2 separate regions of the Sus scrofa genome follow, and region 1 is linked to region 2. The links are chromatin contacts, called in public HiChIP or PLAC-seq maps. All regions are on one chromosome and are shown on one strand. Each heading gives the region's core, a stretch centred on a gene start, on an enhancer-like site or on the middle of the called end of the contact. The rest is flanking DNA. Distances are from core to core; before and after follow the strand shown. Region 1 holds the start of PTPRN (receptor-type tyrosine-protein phosphatase-like N). Region 2 holds the start of RETREG2 (protein FAM134A).

The links. HiChIP or PLAC-seq counts read pairs in DNA pulled down with a chosen protein or histone mark.
Region 1: an H3K27ac HiChIP or PLAC-seq map of alveolar macrophages shows a contact between it and region 2. The contact joins the promoter of PTPRN here to the promoter of RETREG2 in region 2. A contact is called at or near these places in 3 of 5 promoter capture datasets (fetal liver, fetal skeletal muscle and liver), 10 of 47 Hi-C or Micro-C datasets (blood, embryonic fibroblasts, fetal liver and 5 more) and 2 of 2 datasets of contacts at active chromatin or transcription factors (alveolar macrophages and skeletal muscle).

What each region holds. Positions count from the first base shown.
Region 1 is chr15:121,347,723-121,352,569 of Sscrofa11.1, reverse strand. It overlaps PTPRN (receptor-type tyrosine-protein phosphatase-like N), which reads left to right and starts at 3,342. Exons shown (of 24, transcript XM_003133669.4): 1 at 3,342-3,548. The coding sequence starts at 3,434.
Region 2 is chr15:121,210,718-121,215,644 of Sscrofa11.1, reverse strand. RETREG2 (protein FAM134A) reads right to left here and starts at 3,275. Exons shown (of 9, transcript XM_021074927.1): 1 at 3,176-3,275; 2 at 1,947-2,053; 3 at 731-761; 4 at 264-399. CNPPD1 (protein CNPPD1) reads left to right here and starts at 2,757. Exons shown (of 10, transcript XM_021074929.1): 1 at 2,757-2,842; 2 at 3,620-3,909; 3 at 4,157-4,244; 4 at 4,697-4,805. The coding sequence starts at 4,176.

The DNA.
Region 1 (4,847 bases), core at 2,093-4,592, 140 kb before region 2:
TAAGGATCCAGTATTGTCAGTACTGTGGCTCTGGTTACTGCTATGATGTAGGTTTGATTCCTAGCCAAGGAACTTTTGGGCACAGCCAAAAAAGAAAACAACAAACTTATTTGCTACTCTTGGAGGTAACTATTATACCAACTCATTACTCTGCAAATTAATAAAGAGAAGAAACTAAGAATATATACTACCTTTCCAGTTAGAATTGTATTTCAGGGTAACTAAGCCTAGTTGATGAGAAAATGCTCTCTTTTTTTGTTTTGGTTTTTGTCTTTTTAGGGCTGCACTCAAGTCATATGGAGGTTCCCAGGCTAGGGGCTAAATTGGAGCTGTAGCTGCTTGGCCTACACCACAGCCACAGCAACATGGGAACTGAGCCGCATCTTTGACCTACACCACAGTTCACGGCAATACTTAACCCACTGAATGAGGCCAGGGATCAAACCCATATCCTCACGGATACTAGTGGGGTTCGTTACTGCTGAGCCATGACAGGAACTCCTGAGAAAATGCTCTTTATGAAGTAATATCAGCTAATCAGTGTTAAAGGAATGATAGAATTAGAAAAGCCACCTTTTTAGTCAAGGATCATCAATGAATGGCAAAACCTTAGACGTAAAATTGATGGGGAACTAGATATTCTCACAGTGCCAAATATCTTCCCATGGATTACACACATACTAGTCACAAGAGGAAATCATAACTTGATGATAGAGCACTGTTCATGCTAATTTCTTCTTTCTTTTTTTTTTTTGTCTTTTTTTGTCTTTTGTTGTTGTTGTTGTTGCTATTTCTTGGGCCGCTCCCGCGGCATATGGAGGTTCCCAGGCTAGGGGTCGAATCAGAGCTGTAGCCACCAGCCTACGCCAGAGCCACAGCAACGAAAGATCCGAGCCGCGTCTGCAACCTACACCACAGCTCACGGCAACGCTGGATTGTCAACCCACTGAGCAAGGGCAGGGACCGAACCCGCAACCTCATGGTTCCTAGTCGGATTCGTTAACCACTGCGCCACGACGGGAACTCCCTAATTTCTTCTTTCTTTTTTCCTTCCTCCCTCCCTCCCTCCTTCTTTCTTTCTTTCTCTCTTTCTCTCTTTCTCTCTTTCTCTCTTTCTTCTTCTTTCTTTCTTTCTTTCTTTCTTTCTTTCTTTCTTTCTTTCTTTCTTTCTTTCTTCCTCCCCTCCCTCCTTCCTTCTTTCTTTCTTTCTTTCCTTCCTTCCTTCTTCCTTCTTCCTTCCTTCCTTCCTTCCTTCCTTCCTTCCTTTCTTTCTTTCTTTCTTTCTTTCTTTCTTTCTTTCTTTCTTTCTTTCTTTCTTACGTCTTTTCTAGAGCTGCACCCACGGCATATAGGGGTTCCCAGGCTAGTGGTCTAATGGAGATGTAGCCACCGGCCTACACCAGAGCCACAGCTATGTGGGATCTGAGCTGCGTCTGTGACCTACAGACGTCAAATCCTTAACCCCTTGAGCAAGGCCAGGGATCAAACCCACAACCTCATGGTTCCTAGTTGGATTTGTTAACCACTGCGCCACCAAGGGAACTCCAGTTTATGCTAATTTAAAGAGAATTAAGAAATGTAACCAGATGCAATGTTGGGTTTTTTTTATTTAATGATTTTTATTTTTTCTATTATAGTTGGTTTGCAGTGTTGGTTTTTGATTGACTCCTATTTTAAACAAAACAGTGGATAAAAGTCATTTGTGGAAAAAATTTGAGATATTTGAATATGAACTAAGCATTAAACAATATTTGGCAATTATTGTGAATTTTGCTACATGTCAAAATGGCATTTTAGTTATATGGGAAAATATCCTTATTTCTTGGAGATGCGTGTTGGAACATTTAGAAGGGAAATATAATGTCTACTGGCTACTTTTAAGTAAAAAATAAAAAGAAGCGAATATGGCAATAGTATCAATAACTGGTAAGTCTAGGTAATGATTGTATGAGTATTTATTATGCACTACTATCCTTTTTTTGTATTTTGTAAATTTTTTACTAAAGAGCAAAAGTAAAATGATTTTTTTTTTTTTTTTTTTTTTTTTTTTTTTTTGTCCTTTTAGGACCAAACCTGTGGCGTATGGAGGTTCTCAGAGCTGCAGCTGCTGGCCTACACCACAGCCACAGCAATGCAGGATCCTTAACCCACTGAGTAAGGCCTGGGATTGAACCCATGTCCTTGTAGATACTAGTTGGGTTCGTTAACCACTGAGCCATGATGGGAACTCCTAAAACGATCAATTTAGAACTTTGGAAAGCTCACTCCTGAGCTTATTGTGTGACAAGAATGGAAACAAAAGACTAGTTAGATGATTACTGCAATAGTGTCATGAAAGAGCAGAGTGGTTGGACAGTGAGTGTGGAGAGAAGTAGACTGATGAAAGATATATTTTGCAAGTGGAAACTTTAAGGTTTTGATAGATTTGAAGTGGACGCGTGTGACAGAAAGGCGAATCAAGGCTAATAACAAAAGTGAATATGGGAGTTCCCATTGTGGCTCAGTGGGTTAAGAACCCAACTAGTATCCATGAGGATGCAGGTTCAATCCCTGGCCTTGTTCAGTGGGTTAAAGATCCAGCATTGCCATGAGCTGCGTGTAGGTAGCAGATGTGGCTCTGATCTCACGTTGCTGTACCTGTGGGGTAGGCTGTAAGTTACAGCTCTGATTTCAACCCCTAGCCTGGGAACTTCCATATGCAGCAGGTGCAGCCCTAAAAAGAAAGGGAAAAAAGTGAATATGTATCAAGTGTTTAGTATATGTCAGTGCAGTGGTTTTTCTAAGTGAGCCCCAAGAATTTAATTTCTGTAATTTTCACAACCACCTGTGAGGCAGTACAGATGGGGAAATTTGGCTCCGGGAGGTTAAGCAACTTGTCCAAAGTTAGGCTCTAGTAGGTGGCATTGCTAGAACTGGAATCCAAGCACGCACACACACGCGGCACCATTCCTGCTCTTAAGGATGACATCAGTACCACTAATTAAGATGCGAAAGAGTGTGTATCTATTCACTTTTATATTACTCATCTTAAGGTTTCTACGTATATTTCCTGGCTTTCAGGCAACTATAACACTTTTTGCCAACTCTTCCACTGGGTGAGAGAGGTGGTGGCCCCTGGGGAGAAGCATGTGTCAAGGTGAGGCCAAGTAGGAATTCTAGTGAGGCGCCTACTATTTGGCGTAGGAGGGATGGGGTGGGTAGGACCCCCGCTACGACAGTGCTCTTACGCCACAAATGACGCAAATCAGCGCAAGAGCTGGGGGTGGAAATACCGTCACCACCCGCCCGGGGTTGGCAGAGTTGCGGCGAGAAAGGCGTGTAGACCCCGCCTCGGTGGGTGGGGAGTGGCAAGCCCCGCCTCAGCCCCTCTGGCAGGCTCCTGCCAGCGTCGCTGCAGCTCTGGCAGCGGAGCTGGAGCGTGGAGCCCGGAAGGATGCGGCGCCCGCGGCGGCCTGGGGGTCCTGGGGGATCTGGGGGTCTCCGGGTGCTCCTCTGCCTGCTGCTGCTGGGCAGCCGCCTGGGAGGCTGCAACGCCATTAGTGCCCACGGTCAGGAGGAAACGGGGGGTGGGGGGCGGCGGGCTGGAGGATGGGCCCGGGAGCAAAACTCGGTGGGGGTGGGGGTGGGGTGGGGGAAGTGTCACGAAGGTAGGCAGCTCAGGTAGAATGCGTGTGTGGCGTGGGGTAGGGGAGGCACCGTGAGATGAGGAAGAGGAGAGGGCGTCTGAGAGGAAAGGGGCGTAGGCCCGGAGGTGGGGCTGGGAACCCGGGGGCGGGACCTAAAGGAAGCAGGTTCAGGGGACGATTGCGGTTTGGGAGGAAGAAACAGGGGTGCCTAGGGACAGAGGGGCCCAGAGACGGGATACAAGACCACAGGAGAAGCAAGTCGCTCTGAGGCGCCAAAGCGGCGCCCCGCGCTGAGGGCTGGAGGTGGGGGGAGGGAGCCAGAGGGAACCCAGATCTCCGGGCGGTAGAAGTCGGGCCCGCGAGCACCGGGGTCCCAGCTTTCGGTAGAGGATCAAGTCGAGGGAGGGGCCAGACTTTCCCTTTCAACCTGGAGAGGCCCATTGCTGTAATCTGATCTCCGATAAGAGGGGGGCCGAAGGGGGAGGGGCAGAAGAGGGTGGAGAGGGAAGGGTCGTCTCCCGTCCCCCTCCTCACAGCCAGGCCTGGTGCTGACTCACGACGGAGCGGACTGAGACAGTCAGCGCTGACTCACGGGCAGGGGGTGGGGGTTGGGGGCGGGGGGCTCCTAGGGGAAGGGGCGCAGCATCGCCGTCTGGCGTCCTCCTTCCTCACCAGGCTTGGAGGCCAATGCAAGGTACTTCCCGTGGCGCTGCGGGTGGGTAGGGTGGACGATGAAGGCTGGAATGGCGGAGAGGTCAAGTCCCGTGGCGACTCCTCACCCTGTCACCCTTCCTCCCCCCTAACTTCTTCCAGGCGAGCCCTCAGCGTCACCGGGCTCAGAGCTTCAGCACCGCGAACAGCGCCCGCAGCACTGAGGCCTTGGACTCTAGGGAGAGTGCAGGGAGCATTGCCTTAGGGGCACCCCATTTTACCCCTTTCCCATGCGAAGGGGAAGCACGCTAAGCTTTCCATCTCTTCTGAGTCCCAGGCCATCATAAGATGCTGTTGGAGGATTTGGAGAGTCCCTTTCCTCTCAGAATCTGGCCAAAAACTACCCCATAGTCATTGGATGAGAGTAGAAGCTTATGATTCTCCACTATCACTAGCCCCAGGCACCTGGAGGGCTTCTTCTTCTCATTACTCAGTTTGGCAAACTGAGACTTTTAGGAAAAGGGTCCAGATTCACAGATCTTTAAAATCCAAAGCCAGATCCTGTGCTTT
Region 2 (4,927 bases), core at 2,026-4,525:
GATGCCCAAGACCACCGATGCAGAAAGTTTGCAACAAAACACTGCCAAACACCTATGATTCAAATTGCTCTGCCTTGGCAAGAAAGAGTGTCAGAACATCAGCAGCTTATTTTGCCTCCTGTACTAGGCTGCGGCTATCAACGCTGCCTCAGGGAGACATCAGGCCTTATCCTTCAGTCTCCAGCCAGAGGGTTTGAGTTACTCCTCCCCATTTCTATTTCTCCACAGTGTAGACAACCGCTACATGACATGGCGAAAATTACCTGAGCTGGATTCTGCCTCTTGTACTGCAGCAACTCCTGCAGGTGAATCTGGAAGGTGAGCCAGCTCTCAGCCAGGTATCTGCACAACTCGGGCACACTCAGCAGGTGCGGCCGGGCGCCTGACCCCGCACCCTCACTGGGGAGACATGACATGACCCCTGGAGGCCTCAGACACCAGTTTCCTAGGCACTCAGATCCCTCTGAGAATGCCAATGAGCTCTGCAGTCTAAGGGGACAACCCCACCTCCCAAAGAGAGGCTGCCCAACCCCCTCTGCCCCAGGATAGAAGGGGCAAGCACCCAAACACCTACACAAGAACCTAGGACCAAGCTTGTTACCAGTGCATTCACTATGCTGGGGTCTGTGCCTGCAAAAGTGGCAGCGTTGCCCTGCCCTGTGGTGGTAATACAGGGCACCAAGTAAGAGAGGATTTGGACATTTGTCTCCAAAGGGGAGCCTGCACTCACCTGTCAGAGTGTGGCTCCTCTGGGGATGATGCTGTAGAGAAAGGAGGAAGACAAGTTATCGGGTGGCAGAGCTCTCCCCAAGGCAGACACAGCTGCCCTTCCTCTGCAACCCCAGAGTGCTTTCTTCAAATGCCATTGCCAGGAAGTATTCTGTTGTTTATGTCTGTCTCCTTCTTTAGACTTTACCTTTTTCACAGGTGCCACATCTCATTCATGTTTACACCCCAAACAACTCATACACAGCCTAGCACACAGAGCTTCCAACTCTTTTTTTTTTTTTGTCTTTTTGCTATTTCTTTGGGGCCGCTCCCACGGCGTATGGAGGTTCCCAGGCTAGGGGTCGAATTGGAGCTGTAGCCACTAGCCTACACCAGAGCCACAGCAACGCCGGATCGTTAACCCACTGAGCAATGACAGGGACCGAACCCGCAACCTCATGGTTCCTAGTCGGATTCGTTAACCACTGCGCCACGATGGGAACTCCCCAACTCTTAAGTAAGTATGTGGATGACACAAAAAACATAATAAGAACTATAACATTCCTGTAACCCTATCATATGTGAAGCCCTACCATGAGCACGTAACATATATTAACCCATTTACTCTCCATCTCATTATGAGGTTCTAGAGTCCCTGTTTTATAGTTGAGGAAACTGGCAAATAGAAACAGAGATCAAGGGACGTTTACAAGGTGGTAAACATAAGAGAAGACAATGGAACCCAGGCAATCTGGCTGTAGAATCTACAATCTCAACTATGACACTCATAATGTTAGCTTTTTTTTTTTTTTTTTTTGTCTTTTTGTTTTTCTAGGTCCACATTCACAGCATATGGAAGTTCTAAGGCTAGGGGCTGAGTGGGAGCTGTAGTCACTGGCCTACACCACAGCCACAGAAACGCCAAATCCGAGCCGAGTCTGTGACCTACACCACAGCTCACCGCAACGCCGGATCCTTAACCCACTGAGCAAGGCCAGGGATCCAACCTGCGTCCTCACAGATGCTAGTTAGATTCGCTTCCGCTGAGCCAGGACAGACTCTCCTAACGTTAGTTTTGAAAACGGGAAAATTCTACTTTCCAACCAGACAGGGGAAAAGTGGTGCTTGGGAGGAAGGTGGCCTGCTGTACATCCCCTCAACATTCAACCCGGCCAGGAGGGTCAGGCAGAAAACAAGTGCTCAATGGGGCTTGGGGAAAAAAATGAAGTAACACTCACCCTGGATGGCAGGGAGGAAGCGAGGCTGCCAAAGATCCAGCAGAAAATAGGCTAAAAGTGAGATGCTGAGTAGAAAGATGGGCCGTAGGGACGAAGAAGACAGCAACCTTAAGGAGAGACAGGCATCTCAGCGGTGAGTGGGTGAGAAAGGCTCTCACATCCATCGCAAAAGGCGAACAAGCGCCCACTGATGGGGGAATGGGAACCTCTGGGCCTAGCTCGATAACCAAAGTCGAGTGGGAAATGGGAATGGGGCAACCCAGGCGGACAACAGCCTTTAAAAACCGAGAGATGGGTCTGCCCCAGGAAGGGAATGGTACTCCGGGTCCTCCCCGCCCCCGCTCGCCCGCGCAGCCCGGCCCCGCCCCCCTCCTCCTCCGAGGCCGTTACCAGAAGAGGCCGTTGAGCGCGGCCGCCGTGACCAGGCTGTGCAGCGGCTTCTCCCACACCAGCAGCCGCTGCGCTGCCGCCAGCACCGCCTCCCAGCCGCGGAGCCGCAGCCACAGCGTCGTGGCCAGGCGTCCCACCGCCTCGGCAGTGGCTGCCTCCTCCTCCGCCTCGCCGGTGGCCTCACCCATTCCTAAGCTCAGGCCCAGGCCCAGGCTCAGGCCCAGCCCTGGGCTCCCACCCGCGCCGGTGTTACCACCGCCACCACCACTAGCCATAGCCCCGCCGCAGCCGCCGCCCGAGCCCGCGAGGAGCCAGGGCTGCGCGGCCGCCGCCGGGGGCGCGTCAGGCGGAAGGGGGCGCACGCCGCGGAGCGGGCCGCCGAGGCCGCGGATGGGCGTCACGTGACGGCGGAGCGACGAACCCGTCACGTGAGGCGACCTAACCGCTGGGCTAGGGCGGTCTGCGCCTGCGTGCAGGCGGCTGCCGATGACCCTTCTCCTACGCAGGTGCGTGTTTTGGCTGCGCCGGGCGTTGTCAGCTTCCTGATTGATGGACTGTATCCCCGTGTTTCCCCACCCCAGCCAATTTTCTTCTCCCTATGTAGGCAGGGTAGCTAGGGAACCTGGTCCTGGCCCGGTATTCCCAGTGTGATGCGGCCGGGAAGGGCGACAAGTGGGCTTCGGATGCTCAGAGTCTTTCGTAGGAGCTATTTCTGCTCTGGAAGGGTGGCGGCCATCCCATTACTCAACCCTCGTCGTACTGGTCCTCCCCGTTCCCTCCCCTCAGCGAATAAACAAACACCACCGTTTGACTCTACAGACTCAAAAACACAGCTTCACCTGCTCAGAAAAGTTGTTTTCTTCCCGTCTCTTTCGGTAAACAAGCCCGCCTTCACGCATCGGAACTCCTTCTAATCCCTCGCTCAAGAGATTGGGGTCTGGGGGGAAGAGTTTAAAAATAAAACCCTATTAGGAGCTCTTTACTCTGGGGGGAGGGGACGTTGACACCATTTACTGTGGTTTACAATGTAACAAGCGTTTTATATTGCAGTCATTTAATCTGCAATAATCCTACGAAATATGTGCTTAACTATGTCTAAAATTACAGGCTATACTAAAAGGAGGATATAAAGCCAAACGTGCGCCTGCCACCTTGTACACAATTCACCCCTGTTAAACTTGTGCATTCTTTCTGACGCGTTTTAAATGTACGTTATATCTCTTTTTTAAAAGTTGGGGCCAACTCTCCGGCCCACGTCTTTATGTTTACATTTCTACGGATAGGAAAAGGTCAGCCGGGCGCGTTCATCCTCAGCGCGCCATGGTCCCTTCGGAACTGCCCTGATTTCTCAGACGAGGGCACCCTGGAGTTTAACTCCTGCGACTTGCCCCGGCTTCTCGACACCAGGCGTTCTAGCCTCGCTCCTTCCCCGGCTCGGCCCAGCGGGCGGCAGGAAGTGCGGGGCGGTGACTCTCCAGCGACACCCCCGCGGCTTGTAAACGCGAAGCAGACGCTCGGCGTGGCAAAGGCACCGTACGCGCCTCGCAACCGGGTCTTCTCTCTACTCGGTGAGGTGGGCGCCCCAGCCCTGGAGCTCCACTCCCGGGTTCGGAACCCAGATCCTGGAGCCCCACCCGGGGCGGAACAGGAAGACGTTCCCGCCCGTCGGGCTCCGCCTGCAGCCGCTGGCGCGAGGGGAGGGGGCTGCACCGGCGTGGGCGGCGGCCCGCGCGAGAGAGACCCGCGGGCAGGTGAACAGGCGATCAAGGACTGCTCCGCGGCCCCCTTTAATCTCGTTCCCTTCCCTTCCACCTTCTCAGGGCGGCGCCTGGCAGCGCGATGGACCTGGCCGGACTCCTGCTGGACGAAGAAGGCACCTTCTCCCTCGCCGGCTTCCAGGACTTCACAGTGAGCGCTCGTCCCGCCCCCTCCCCGGCCTCTCTTTGCTTGGAGCCCAAACCCCTGGCGCTCCCCTCCGGGCCCTAGCCGGGCCGCGAGCTTGCCTGATGGCTCTGCCGGGGAACCGGGCGTCAGCCGCTCGAGCCGTGCCTACTGGAGGCCCTGGTTGCTTGGGCCCCCAGGGAGAGCTGTGGGGGTGCAGGAATGGGGTAGGAGGTGACCAGCCGGGGCCCTTCTGGGAGAACTTTTCCTCGGGAGCCCTCAGCGGAGAAGGATTCCACCCCCTGCGGACAGACTGCCTTTGGCAAACAAGCCAGAGAGTTTGAGGCGGGGTGGGGCCCAGGCCCCATTAGCTGTGAGGCAGGCCTACCGTCCCGCACCCAGCTTCAAGCCCCGAGCCAGGATCTCCACCATACCTTTCCCTGCCCTTCACCCGCCGCCACCCTCTTGCCCTGTTCCAGTTCCTCCCAGGACACCAGAAGCTGAGTGCCCGGATCCGAAGGAGACTCTACTATGGCTGGGACTGGGAAGCTGACTGTAGCCTGGAGGAGCTCTCCAGCCCTGTGGCAGGTTAGACAGTGTTGTGGCCCTGGGCAAGTAAGCAGCCTGACAATGGGGTGGTTGGCCATCAGGAAAGTGACGCTAGGGGTACGCTGTGAGCCCCATTGTCTCTTCCTAGCCGGCGCATTGGG